Regions from separate parts of the Sus scrofa genome. Here all the other regions are linked to region 1. The links are chromatin contacts, called in public promoter capture Hi-C maps. All regions are on one chromosome and are shown on one strand. The core of a region is the stretch at or near the end of the contact, and the rest is flanking DNA. Distances in the headings are between cores, read along the strand shown.

What was found. Promoter capture Hi-C pulls out the DNA fragments that hold promoters and counts their contacts.
Region 2: a contact with region 1 is called in a promoter capture Hi-C map of liver, with 3 times the contacts expected there. The contact joins the promoter of AGPAT5 here to the promoter of MCPH1 in region 1. A contact is called at or near these places in 2 of 5 promoter capture datasets (fetal liver and liver) and 1 of 2 datasets of contacts at active chromatin or transcription factors (alveolar macrophages).
Region 3: a promoter capture Hi-C map of liver shows a contact between it and region 1, with 3 times the contacts expected there. The contact joins the promoter of LOC100525433 here to the promoter of MCPH1 in region 1. A contact is called at or near these places in 1 of 5 promoter capture datasets (liver) and 1 of 47 Hi-C or Micro-C datasets (liver).

Annotation. Positions count from the first base shown.
Region 1 is chr15:37,452,756-37,456,695 of Sscrofa11.1, reverse strand. MCPH1 (microcephalin) reads right to left here and starts at 1,510. Exons shown (of 14, transcript XM_021075799.1): 1 at 1,064-1,510. The coding sequence starts at 1,103.
Region 2 is chr15:37,800,116-37,803,734 of Sscrofa11.1, reverse strand. It overlaps AGPAT5 (1-acylglycerol-3-phosphate O-acyltransferase 5), which reads right to left and starts at 2,240. Exons shown (of 8, transcript NM_001143701.1): 1 at 2,018-2,240. The coding sequence starts at 2,236.
Region 3 is chr15:37,955,332-37,959,131 of Sscrofa11.1, reverse strand. It overlaps LOC100525433 (zinc finger protein 705A-like), which reads left to right and starts at 1,701. Exons shown (of 10, transcript XM_021076388.1): 1 at 1,701-1,914.

The DNA of each region.
Region 1 (3,940 bases), core at 261-2,760:
ACACATGTCACAGTTTACATCCTCAACACTGATGTTCTCAAATTTCTAAACCGGGTCTAGCTTTTTCTGGGCCTCAGAAATTTTAGGCTCTGAGGGGCCATACAACCACTCAACTTCACAGATGTAGCACAAAAGCAGCTAAAGACAATAGGCAAGCATGGACACGTTCCAACAAAACTTTATGGACAACGAAGTCTGAATCTGACACAATTTTCATTTGTCCTTCTGTTCTCTCGGGCCCAACCATTTAAAAAAGTAAGGAACGTTCTTTGCTTGCAGGTCCTACAAAACAGGACAGGATTGGGGGTGGGGGGCAGGGACACAGATTTTGGTCGCCTGCTCAAAGCCTGATGCTTCAAGAACTTCCATGTGTGCCTTTACGCAGTAATTCCCCACTGAGAGGTTGTAGCAACACTGATAGAGGCACAAGAAGAGGGGCTACTGCTTTTCCCAATTTCACTACTGCCCTCTCCCCTCAAATCCACCAGGCTATACAAAGACGCGAGAACCCAGAAAAAGCTGAAAATCAAACACAGCCATTCCTTCCACCTCTGCCATCTGTCTGCACCGCCCGCCTCACCGAGCCCTGTGGGGTGGTCCTGGCCTGGGCTCAGGGACCGACCCCACCCCACATGGCAGGTCACGGTGCTGGCCTCTGGAACTGCCCCTTAATCCACTGGGCGGTCCGGGTGCTAAACCGGAGAAAGAAGAGCGCCCAGCCCCCACCCCACGGGGGCGGTCCCGGCCCTGGCCTCGGGGGCTATACTGGGCTCGGGGATAGCCCCCCAGCCCCCACCCCACGGGGGCGATCCGGGTGCTTGCCTTGGGGACTGTACTAGGCTCGGGGACAGCCCCCCACCCCCCATCCCATGGGGGCGGTCCCGGTGCTGGCCTCGCAGGCTGTACTGGGCTGGTGACAGAACCCACCTCCCAGGTGGCTGGGCTGACTTCCGGGAGGGCCGGGCTGCCACCCCGAGCGCCCCGCGAGCCGCGTCCACGCGTCCGTCGCCACCTGGGTGCCCGTCCTAAGCCCGCCCGCCACCGGGTGGGCCCACCGGCTCACCTTTCAGGATGGGGTCCCCTTGCGTCCCGGGAGCCGCCATGAGGGGCGGCGGGACGCGAACCGCCGTGAAGCCGCGAGCCGCAAGAGCCTGACGGAGAGGCAGCACTGAGCATGCGCAGGGCGGGCGCGCGCCGCTCCACTCCCGCTCCGCGGAAGTCCGCTATTCCGCGTTTTCTAAACCGCCAAAGGGGGCGACTAAGACACTCCCACGCGAGAAGAGGACACCAGTTTTTCTGGCCCAGGTTCGGACTCACTTCCGGTTGACACTACACTACACCTCCAGCTGAGGGACCCCGGTCCCGGCTGCGCCCTTTAGCTGTGCTGCCCAAAAATCCCGGAGCGGAAGAATCTTGATGGGAGCTGACGAGCTGGGCGCTCCGGAGTAGCTCAGCTCGCAGGCAGCTCAGCTCGCAGGCAGCTCAGCGTCTAGCTTTCAAAGCTCCCGCCCGCGGAGCCCCGCCCACACCTTGCAGGCACCTCCCCGAGGGCTGCGCGCATGCGTCCGGAGGGGACCCGGTCCCAGTCTTTCCTGTGGGTGACACTTAGGGAGGGGAAGGACTGGCCACTCTGTTGATAAGAGCCCTCTGTTTAATCTCTCTGAAACACTGAATCAGCTAAAGGACCCATGCTGTCTGTATTAAAGAATGAACCACCAAATGTGTGAAAACTTTAATTTTCAGTAATTTGAATACCATCTCTGTGTTCTATCAGGTAGGACATTGTATACCAAGCTTGATGAAAAACAGTCTTAAAGGGGCTCTCTTATAACCTAGTGGTTCCAAGTACAGGCTGCATTTTGGAATTAGATTTGGAGTATGGAGGCTAATACGAACTAGCTAAATCTGTAAGCTTCATTTTCTCATAAAAAGGTCTTAATAGTAGACACAATAGCTAACATTTATCAAGCAGTTATCATGTAGTCATGTAAAATTGTATAATATTGCTTAATTTCTACCTAAAGGGGCTTGGCATAAGCAACACTGGATTCTTTAACACACTGTGCTGGGGCCAGGAATCGAACCCAAGCCACTGCAGCAAGTGGCGTTGGATTGCACAAATTCTTAACCCACTGCCTCACAGTGGGAACTCCTCTAGCCTTAAACTTTTTAAAGAGATTTTTTTAATCTCACTCATAATTAGAGATATGCAATGCAAGCTACACCTGCCCTAGGTATTTTCCTGTCAACTTGTCAAAAATGAAAATTCTGGACAGTACATTCCGTTGGAAACACCGTGGGTAAATAGTGTTATATGGTGCTGATAGAAATAAATTTTTTCCACCCTTTTAAAGGGGAATTTGGTGATATCTAACAAAAATGTACATAAATTACTTTCTGACCCAATAATCCCACTTCTAGGAGTTCAATCTATAGATAACTCTTTAGCAACATGAGAATACATATTCATAAGTCTTTTCATTGCAGGTTTGCTTATAACTACAGAATACAACTGCAAAATATTGCAACGGGTCACTAATCTAACAAGATGGTGTCCTTAGAAAAAGGGAAAATTTAGATAGACACACACAGGGAGAATACCATGTGAAGGTCTATTTTTAGAACCAACTACCATATGCTCAAAACCTAAATCAAAAAATGAACAAAGATGGAGTAGAAAGCTCAAAATATGCAAACACATTTCAAATGAATAACATAATGACCCTGAAATGGAAAAAAAAAAGTAAATTTAGACAGAGTGGTAAAAAATAATAACTCTAAATAAATATCAAACTCCAGTTAATGGTTTTGTCTTTCGTGTGGGTAAAGTTTAGCATTTTTGAAACTATGTTTTTTTGTTTTGTTTTGTTTTGTTTTGTCTTTTTGCCATTTCTTGGGCCGCTCCCGCGGCATATGGAGGTTCCCAGGCTAGGGGTCGAATCAGAGCTGTAGCCACCGGCCTACGCCAGAGCCACAGCAACGTGGGATCTGAGCTGTGTCTGCAACCTACACCACAGCTCACGGCAACGCCGGATCGTTAACCCACTGAGCAAGGGCAGGGACCGAACCCGCAGCCTCATGGTTCCCAGTCGGATTCGTTAACCACTGCGCCACGACGGGAACTCCGAAACTATGTTTTATGTGTATTTAGAATTGTGCAAATAGATAAATATACTGTGAATGATGAGAACCAGGCTACTCAGTGTCAGAAAGGGGAGTAACAAGTATGGAAAGGAGTGGGGGCTGGAATGAACTGGTGGTGTTGGTTGGGGATAGGTTTTTGGTTTTTCACAGATACATAGAAATAGAGGAATAGGACCACATGTTACAGGATAGGTATAGGTGTAGACCAGGGCGTGGATTTGTGCTAGTGTATGTGAATTTTCTCTCTGTCCACTGAGAGCCTACCATATTCTAGTAACAAATAGCACACCTGAGGCCCAGACTTGGTTTCTAAATACCACTTGCCACTAACAAAATAAAGATTCCTTGAAGAAATGGCTAATTTCATGGCTGAGGCAGGGAAATTACAACACAAGTCTGGAGCATTGTTTTGTTCCAGGAAGGCAGAAAGTGCTCCAAGTCAAAGACATGTTGAAAGGGCAGGACACTCGCTTGAAGGGCTCCCTCTGGCAAACTACAGGACAGTTTTAGCATCAAAATAAAGAATGATATTAGCAGATTATAACCCATACAAAAAAATTAGGAAATTATGAATCAATATAGACTTAATACAAATGAGTAATGAATGAATCCAGATAGGAAACTCGTCATTGCAGTAGTAGTCTAAGAAATACATTTTATTTTATTTATTTATTTATTTATTTATTTATTTATTTATTGTCTTTTTGCCTTTTCTAGGGCTGCTCCCCGTGGCATATGGAGGTTCCCAGGCTAGGGGTTGAATCAGAGCTGCAGCTGCCGGCCTATGCCAGAGCCA
Region 2 (3,619 bases), core at 991-3,490, 350 kb before region 1:
AATAAAACTAAATTTATTTTATATGACATTTCATTTTTGATTGCTACAATGTATTGTGTTAGCATTTGGGGAAGAGGGGATAACAGCAGAGCTCTTAGTGTAAAATATATTTTAAAGTAAATCGGTTGTTACTAGGCAGGGAGAAGGTGGTGACAAAACAGAAGGTATTAATGAGCAGACATGTTTCATATCACCAGACATTGTGGCCTGCAAAGATCAATGATCAATTTTGTTATATTACAGTAGGAGGGGAAGAGCAACCAAAAAAAAAATTTTTTTTTTTTTAATAAACAAAGGAAAACAAATCCTCATTATTACTGGATACTGGTTCTTCATGTATTTATAAAAGGATGTCTGATGGTTCTCAAGCATAATTCAAAGTTTTATTTAATTCAGGTCCCTTGATGAAGTTTGTTAGGAATCCTAGAACTGAGTGCCCAGTGATCAAGAGATTAAACTTTTTAAAAACCTTGTGCCGAGAGCTCAGATCATAACCTGGAAGTCTATACTGTACTGTAAGGTAGGATATACAATTTCAGAAACACCTATATTTTATAATAGTTATTTTAAGATAAGAAATTTGCTAAACACAAATCTGTCCAATGGTATATGTGTTTTATTGCATGGGACATGTTATATGCTTTCAACTAAAATAAAATGACCCACCAAAAGTAGAATTATTTTTCTAAGAAGTAAATGACTGTGTCATATGTTCTGAATCTGTATCTTAGCCCAGGTCAGCTGTTGTATGATGTGAAATTAAATACTTAGTATGATAAAAACCCACATTTAGACAAAAGGGATGAAGTAAGAACAGAGTGTGCAAATGACTGGTCTGAATTGATTAAAGTTTTAAAGGAGGCTCTTTGTAAAAGTCAATTTACCAGGAAAGCATTATCTGGAAGAGAGGTCTTTCTTTCCTAGGAAACACAGATACTGATTTAAATGGAGGCCCTGCCTTCCCCTAGTTCTCTTCCCCCAAACCTCCAACTGGGGCAAATTCAGAGTTATCCAGGATCTAATTCTGCAAAGCAACTGCAAATTCAAAATAGGAGCTGGAGGACAACAGGGTGAAAGCAGCTGCTGGGGTGCGGCCGGCGGGGTGGGGGTGGGGGTGACAAAAAGACAAAACAATGCCATCCCAGTCACTCGACCCCACCCCCACCAAGAAAAGGGAAAAATAAGTACTAACTGGATATAAGGAATAACCAAGAATCAAGCTCTTTTTTTTTTTTCCAAATTGAGAAATAAAAGGAAAATTCACAACTGACATTTTTGTGTAAAAGACTTCAAATAATTAAAGTTAAAAGGGCCTTCTACTTTTGTTTGTTTTACAAAGTTAGTCTACAAATCCAATCTCTACAGAGAAAGAAACAAACTAATCATACAAAAGATCAGCCACACATTTAAGCCTAGTCAAAGTTTGCAAGAACTTTATCTACCGTAGGGCTTCTACTGTAACAAATGTATTAATTTCCTCGCCCAGCTTTCACTTACACTGGGGAAGAATACAAAACAAAGTTGTACTTCTTGTTCAAATAGTAACATCAGTCTGTTTCAAGAGATGGTCTCCAATTTTTAAAAGCGCACTTTTGAGTTCCAACATAAACGCCTTAGACCAAATGCCAGAAACTGTCAACTACTGCTCGCCCTACTTAAATGTTCATCTGCAGCTACTTCGCTAAGCACCAAGACAGATAGTTAAAAGAGGGGAAGAGCGGACGGCTCATTCCAATTGTAGCCTCAAAACAAAGCTACTGAGACTACCTACTGAGTACCTGCAAGGAAGCATCCGGCCAAACGCGAAAGAACATCAAATTTCCCCCACGGAGGGAGGATGGGTCATAGCACGTGTTCCGGGGGCCGACCTGTCCGACAAGGCGGAACAATCCTACACGAACTGGGAGCGCTGGGTGGTTCCAAGCTGGAAGATACGCCTGAGCCCCCGAAGGAATCAAGACCAAGGGAGGGGGCGGCAGGTGTGGAAGGAGGGCGCATAGGGCAGGCAGTGCCTCACCTGCACCCCAGTGTAGTTCTCGAAGAAGAAGAGCACCATGCTCTGATAGATGCAGTAGAGCCGGTCGTCCACCGCCTGGTAGAAGCGGGAAGGCAGGAAGGCGGAGAGCAGCCGCCAGGCCCCCCAGGCCAGCACATAGGTGGGGGCTGTGCCCAGGAGCACGGCGCCCGGTAGCACGCAGCGCATCGAGTACATGTGGAGCACCAGGGACAGCAGCATCTTCCCAGCTCCGCGTGCGGAATGCTCTGCGGGCTCCTCCCAGCCGGGCAGCCTCGGGTCGCCCCGCTGCCCTCAGCCGGCGGCCAATCACCGGGCCGGGCCCGGCCCAGCCACCGCCCCCTCACCTCCCCAGGCCGCCGGCCGCACCTGAAACACCCAGCCCGCGCCGGATCCGGCCTCCGCCCCCAGCCGCATGGGCCGTGCCGCCGCCAGAGGGTGAACGGGCGGGCGAGTGAGGGTCCCGGCGCGTTGGTAGCGGCCGCGGGACAAGGGGATGTCGCGGCCCTAGGGCACAGGGTTGCTCAGGATCACTTACACCCCATGACCCTCGCCCGTCACCCTCTGCCCCTGCCGGGGGCGGGGCTTCGCGCCAACAAAGTTCCTTCTGATTGGCTGTCCGTTACCATAGTCCCCTGTCGTGGGCGGGGAGGGCTCTGCGGCAAGAACTCGTCTCTGGATTGGTCGATTGTGGCTGACGGTTGAAGCGCAACTGCCGCCCGAAAGCGTGGACTGCCCGGCTCTGGCTACTGCGCATGCCCCGAAAGCAGGGCCTAGCTGCGGAGGCAGGATGGGAGGTGGCAACTGCCCGGCGGAGCAGGGTGAAGGTGGGTGCTGGTTGAGGGGAGTGGGCGGCTCTGCGCCCCCCTCCCCTACCCCGGTCGAATTCTGGGTGCTGGTTGGCCTGAGGGAACGCTCCACCTCCTGCTTCCGTACCTGAGGGTCCCTGGGCCCCGGAATGCGCCCTCAAAGCGACATAGGTGACACGCGGTGCTGCAGACCTTGACTTCCGCGCTAAGAGGTCTCCTGTCAGGCCTGCTGTGGGAAGGCTGACGGGACATGATCCGGGCCCTTTCAGTAGTGACATAAGCGCTGTCCGAGCGCCAGCCTTGGGTCATCAGACCAGGCTTACCTTCTCTTTAAAGGTGTCTTCCTCTCTACCTCACTCCACCCCACACCTCCTTCCAGGCTTCCTCCTCTGCAGCAGGTGCACAGGACTCCCGCTCCATCCCTGCACTCACCCTTAGGGTGCTTCCGAATCAGGCCCCATTCTTCCATCACTCTAAGTTTACGCATAGCTGGGCATCCTTTTTACAAGGTACTCTACACAGTTTTATCAGAACTTACCAAGTTCACTCTTGCTTGACGTCCTCAGGGCCTGGCTCTTTGACTTCTTTTTGATAGTTTATGAGGAACTTTATTTTTTTGTGTAGTCCTTGAAAGTGCTTGTGTGGACATGTGGCATAAAGAACTGACCTACTTTTGTGACCTTAACAAAAATCTAGGGAGTCAGGGCAGTTGTTTTGTTGATGTAAAAACAGATCCACAACAGAAATTGAAGAAACTTTTAAAATCCACTATACTCTAATTAAACAAAACAAACAA
Region 3 (3,800 bases), core at 452-2,951, 500 kb before region 1:
TGGAACCCTGACACTTTTAAGACAATCCTAAAGCCAGCTAGCATTCCTTCCTCCATTTACTAAATTCATTTTTCCTCTATAAATACTGGAATGAAATGATCCCTGACTGAATGTAGCAGGACCCTATAGCCACTTGCTTTTGCCAGATTGTGTTTTTCCCTGAAAAATGACTAGTTCTTTAGTGAGGGAGCTTTTCTAAAAAAATGCTTGGAAAATATTTTTTCATTGTAATAATAATAATAAAAGAACATAAATAGAAGAAATTATAGTTCAATTCACTCTCACTACTTTTCACTCCTCAGCTTTCATCAGATCTAACTTCCAGCCAGGGAAATAGAGATTCAGAATCATGGTGAAGAGAGCTCACTTTACTCAGATACTCATCTTATGGGCTTGGCTCTTCATATAGAACTTCCAAATAATATGGATCCCTTAGGCACCCAAGAGGATCTCTTCAGTCAACTTTTATCCTCCCCAAGCATACACTAGTTATAAACCAGAACACAGAGAAGATTTGATGGAGAAGATGGGTTGGAAGTTAGATGGTTTACACATGCAGAATTATATTCCTTGACTCCTATGTAAAGAGGGAGGGGGGTTAATGAAGGTAAGCTAAATGGGGCAGGGGCTCACATATCTGGATTCCTTGACCCCAAATCCTATACAATCCTGGCTCCTTAGTCTTTGTTCAGTCCCCACAGATCCTAGAGGAGTGAGGTGAGCTCAGTTTAACTGATCTCAGCCCTGGAGATCTGGAGGGGCAGTGGGCAGGGATCCCCCAACTCCCTGCCTAAGAGAACGTTATCTTCTAGACTTTAAATACATTTGAGTCCATATGGTTAATATTTAAACAAACTTAAATGTTGGAGAAATTGTATTAGTCATGGGAAAACCAGACAGGCTCTTCTATAGAAATAGTCTTTTGAGAAATTGCTGCAGCATAAATGGGTTGAATTCACTCTTGCCAAATTCCCTCTAGCGTGAACTTTACGGTTTACACGCAAGCACAAAACAAAACAAAAACAAAAACAAAACAAAAAACCCCAGAAGAGACTTTACCTCACATATTTCACATTTAAAAATTATTAAAGGTATAAGTGAGGCAACTGAAACTTGAAAATATAGTTTGACTATGCTCATGAGAGAACAGACATTCCCATAAAATGCTCCTGGAAATCATAAAAATTGACTTTCGTTAAAAGCATAATCTGTGTATCGCACACTTTTCACAGGATTCGTTATCCACACTTGACACAAAACATTCAGAAGTAGAAACAAGACCGTAATTATTTTAAAAAATTGCAAATGGAAAATACTTTCAGGTAACTATAGTCATAAAGATGAAGAGACATGTTAAATTACAATATATTACGACAATAATGAGTTCTGCAGCGACCAGGGTGTCTTTCACATTTGTCTCAAACGTACCACAAGACTCACAGGAAACGGTACCAAAATTTTTCACTTGAACTGTTTTCTATTTTTTTAAGAAGGAAAGAACTCCGCATTCGATATAAGTGGCCTCACAGCTCTAAGCTTTTACCTCAAAGCATCGTCATTTAACTTGAACAACTATGGGCGCGGCAGCCCAACGCCCCCGCCGGGCACGGAGACTCGGCTTTCCCGGCTGCAGAGACGACCGGAAACGCCCTCGGGGCGGGGGCCCCATACAAGCCCCTCCTCCCTATTCCCGCCCTGCCCCAGCTCGCCGTTTCCTGCCGACCCGGAAGCAGATTCCCGGATTGAAGGGCCGTTTCCCCGGAGAGGATTTCACTGTTTCTCGTTCAAACTCTCTCGTAGGTGCCCCTAGCGCTCTGTCCTCCGCACCCAGAGGCAGGAGACCCGCGGACGTCGCAGTCCCCGCCCGCGGGCAGCCCCGCCTAGTCCACAGGCGCTCTGCTGCCAGGTCCGGAGGTAAAATCGCTGAGCGGCTGGTCCCCGACCTTTCTGCCTCGGTTCTTTTCACCTTCTCCCCTCCCCACCCCGCGCCTGGTCAGGTCCCCTCGGAGGTGTATCCTCCGGCCCTGGAGGACAGAGTCGTGTCGTCACGCCTTATCCTGACCCTGGATCCTGCAGACCCCTGTCCTCTCCTGAGCACCCTTCCCCATTCCCACCCCATTCTGGGGCCCAGTACTGTTACTCCTCAGGCGTTCCCCTCACAGTCACCTCTTCAGAGAGGCCCCCGAGCTCCATGCTGGGAACGTTCACCCGCTCCTGCCTGTGACACCTCTCTGGCTGTGCCTGTCGGGATGTGTTTACATCCCGGCTGCCTCGCAGGAAAGCGTGCTCTTCCTTTGCAGGGGCTTCTTCATTCTATTCTTGGAATTCCGAGATGGGGAAAGGGAAGACCAAGGGAGAACTAGGAAGGTAGTGTGAGTCAGGGCGAGTGAGATGGGTAAATTGCGGTTAGGAGAGTGGGTCCCATGGTTTTGAGAAAACATACTAAGAATGAAGGAGAGTAACCTGGGCAAAAAGCAGGGGATAAATGAAAACAGACAAAAAAAAAAAAAAAAAAAAAGGCTCAGCAGAGAGATCAAGAGAACAGAATAGAAGGAGAGGGTCATGAGCAGCAGCCGCAGTGGAGGCAAAAGAAGGGTGGATTCCAAAACCGTAGTTTTGTTTTTGAATTTCCAACTTACATTCCCTTTTACATGTATTGTGTCAGATTCAGATAATGAAGTGTCAGTGGTTTTCTGATTTTTATCATATAAAAGTATTCTTTAGTACTTAGTAAATACACTATTTCAGTGTGTTCTTGGTGAGGATATTGGTAAATTTTTATATTAACAGGCAAAACTCAGATTAACCAGTTAGTCTAATATTCAACATCTTTATCCCTTTATATGATCTTTGAACTTAAGTGATGTTTAGGGGCAGCCAGGGGTGAGAAGGGCAAACCCTGCCACTGTCTCATCCAGGTCATGTCATTCCTGTGAGGACAGTGCTTGTTCCTCTCTGCTGACCTCTCCTACTGACCTCTTTTCCTGCTCCAACACAGGCAGAGAGTCACCAGGCAGCTCTGTAAGGAAGGGTCCAGATCTTGTTAGTGTTGATCAGAACTATCTCTCCAGTGAGGAGGGAGAGGTGGCACTGTGAAGGGAGCTTGCAGAAAACAAGAATGTTGTTGAGGGATGGAGTGGTTACAGATCCAGGAGTGGGAGGGAGGCTGAGAAGTGAAGGAGAAAGGGAAATCTCTTCTCATCCTCACCTGCAGTGCTCAGCAGGTACTAGAGGATACTGTGGGCTCTGTGACTAAACCGGTCTGTTAATCACCTGTTTAGTGCTTCTGAATCCCTGTCATTTCATTGGACAGCAAGAGACTATCTTTGCCACCTAGTGAATTCTTTCCTCTGTGTGGTTGTTGCATAGGAAGTGGTATGATGATTAGAAGCACTGAAAGGCATATTCTCTACACTGAGGAGTGATCTCAAGACTGACCTTATGTAAGAAAGAAGCTTTTTGTGTGTCTTTTTTAATTTCTTTATTTGACTGTCAAAACTTCTATTTAATTGATTTCTGTCAAATACTCTGTTCCTTCATTTTTTAATCTTTTTAATTTCTTTTAACTTTTACTAATATATTCTTAATTTGTAACAATTGGCCATGTCACTTGACTCTTGTCTCCTTTTGCTTTCTCTTGGTTTATAAAGGTAAACAACCAGTTTATTCATTTTACAGCCCTCTGTTTCTATTAAGTATATTTAGGACTGATTTTGTTTTTCCTTTTTTTGGCCGCACCCACATGGCACATGGAAGTTCTTGGGCCAGGGATAGAATCCAAGCCATAGCTTCAACCTATG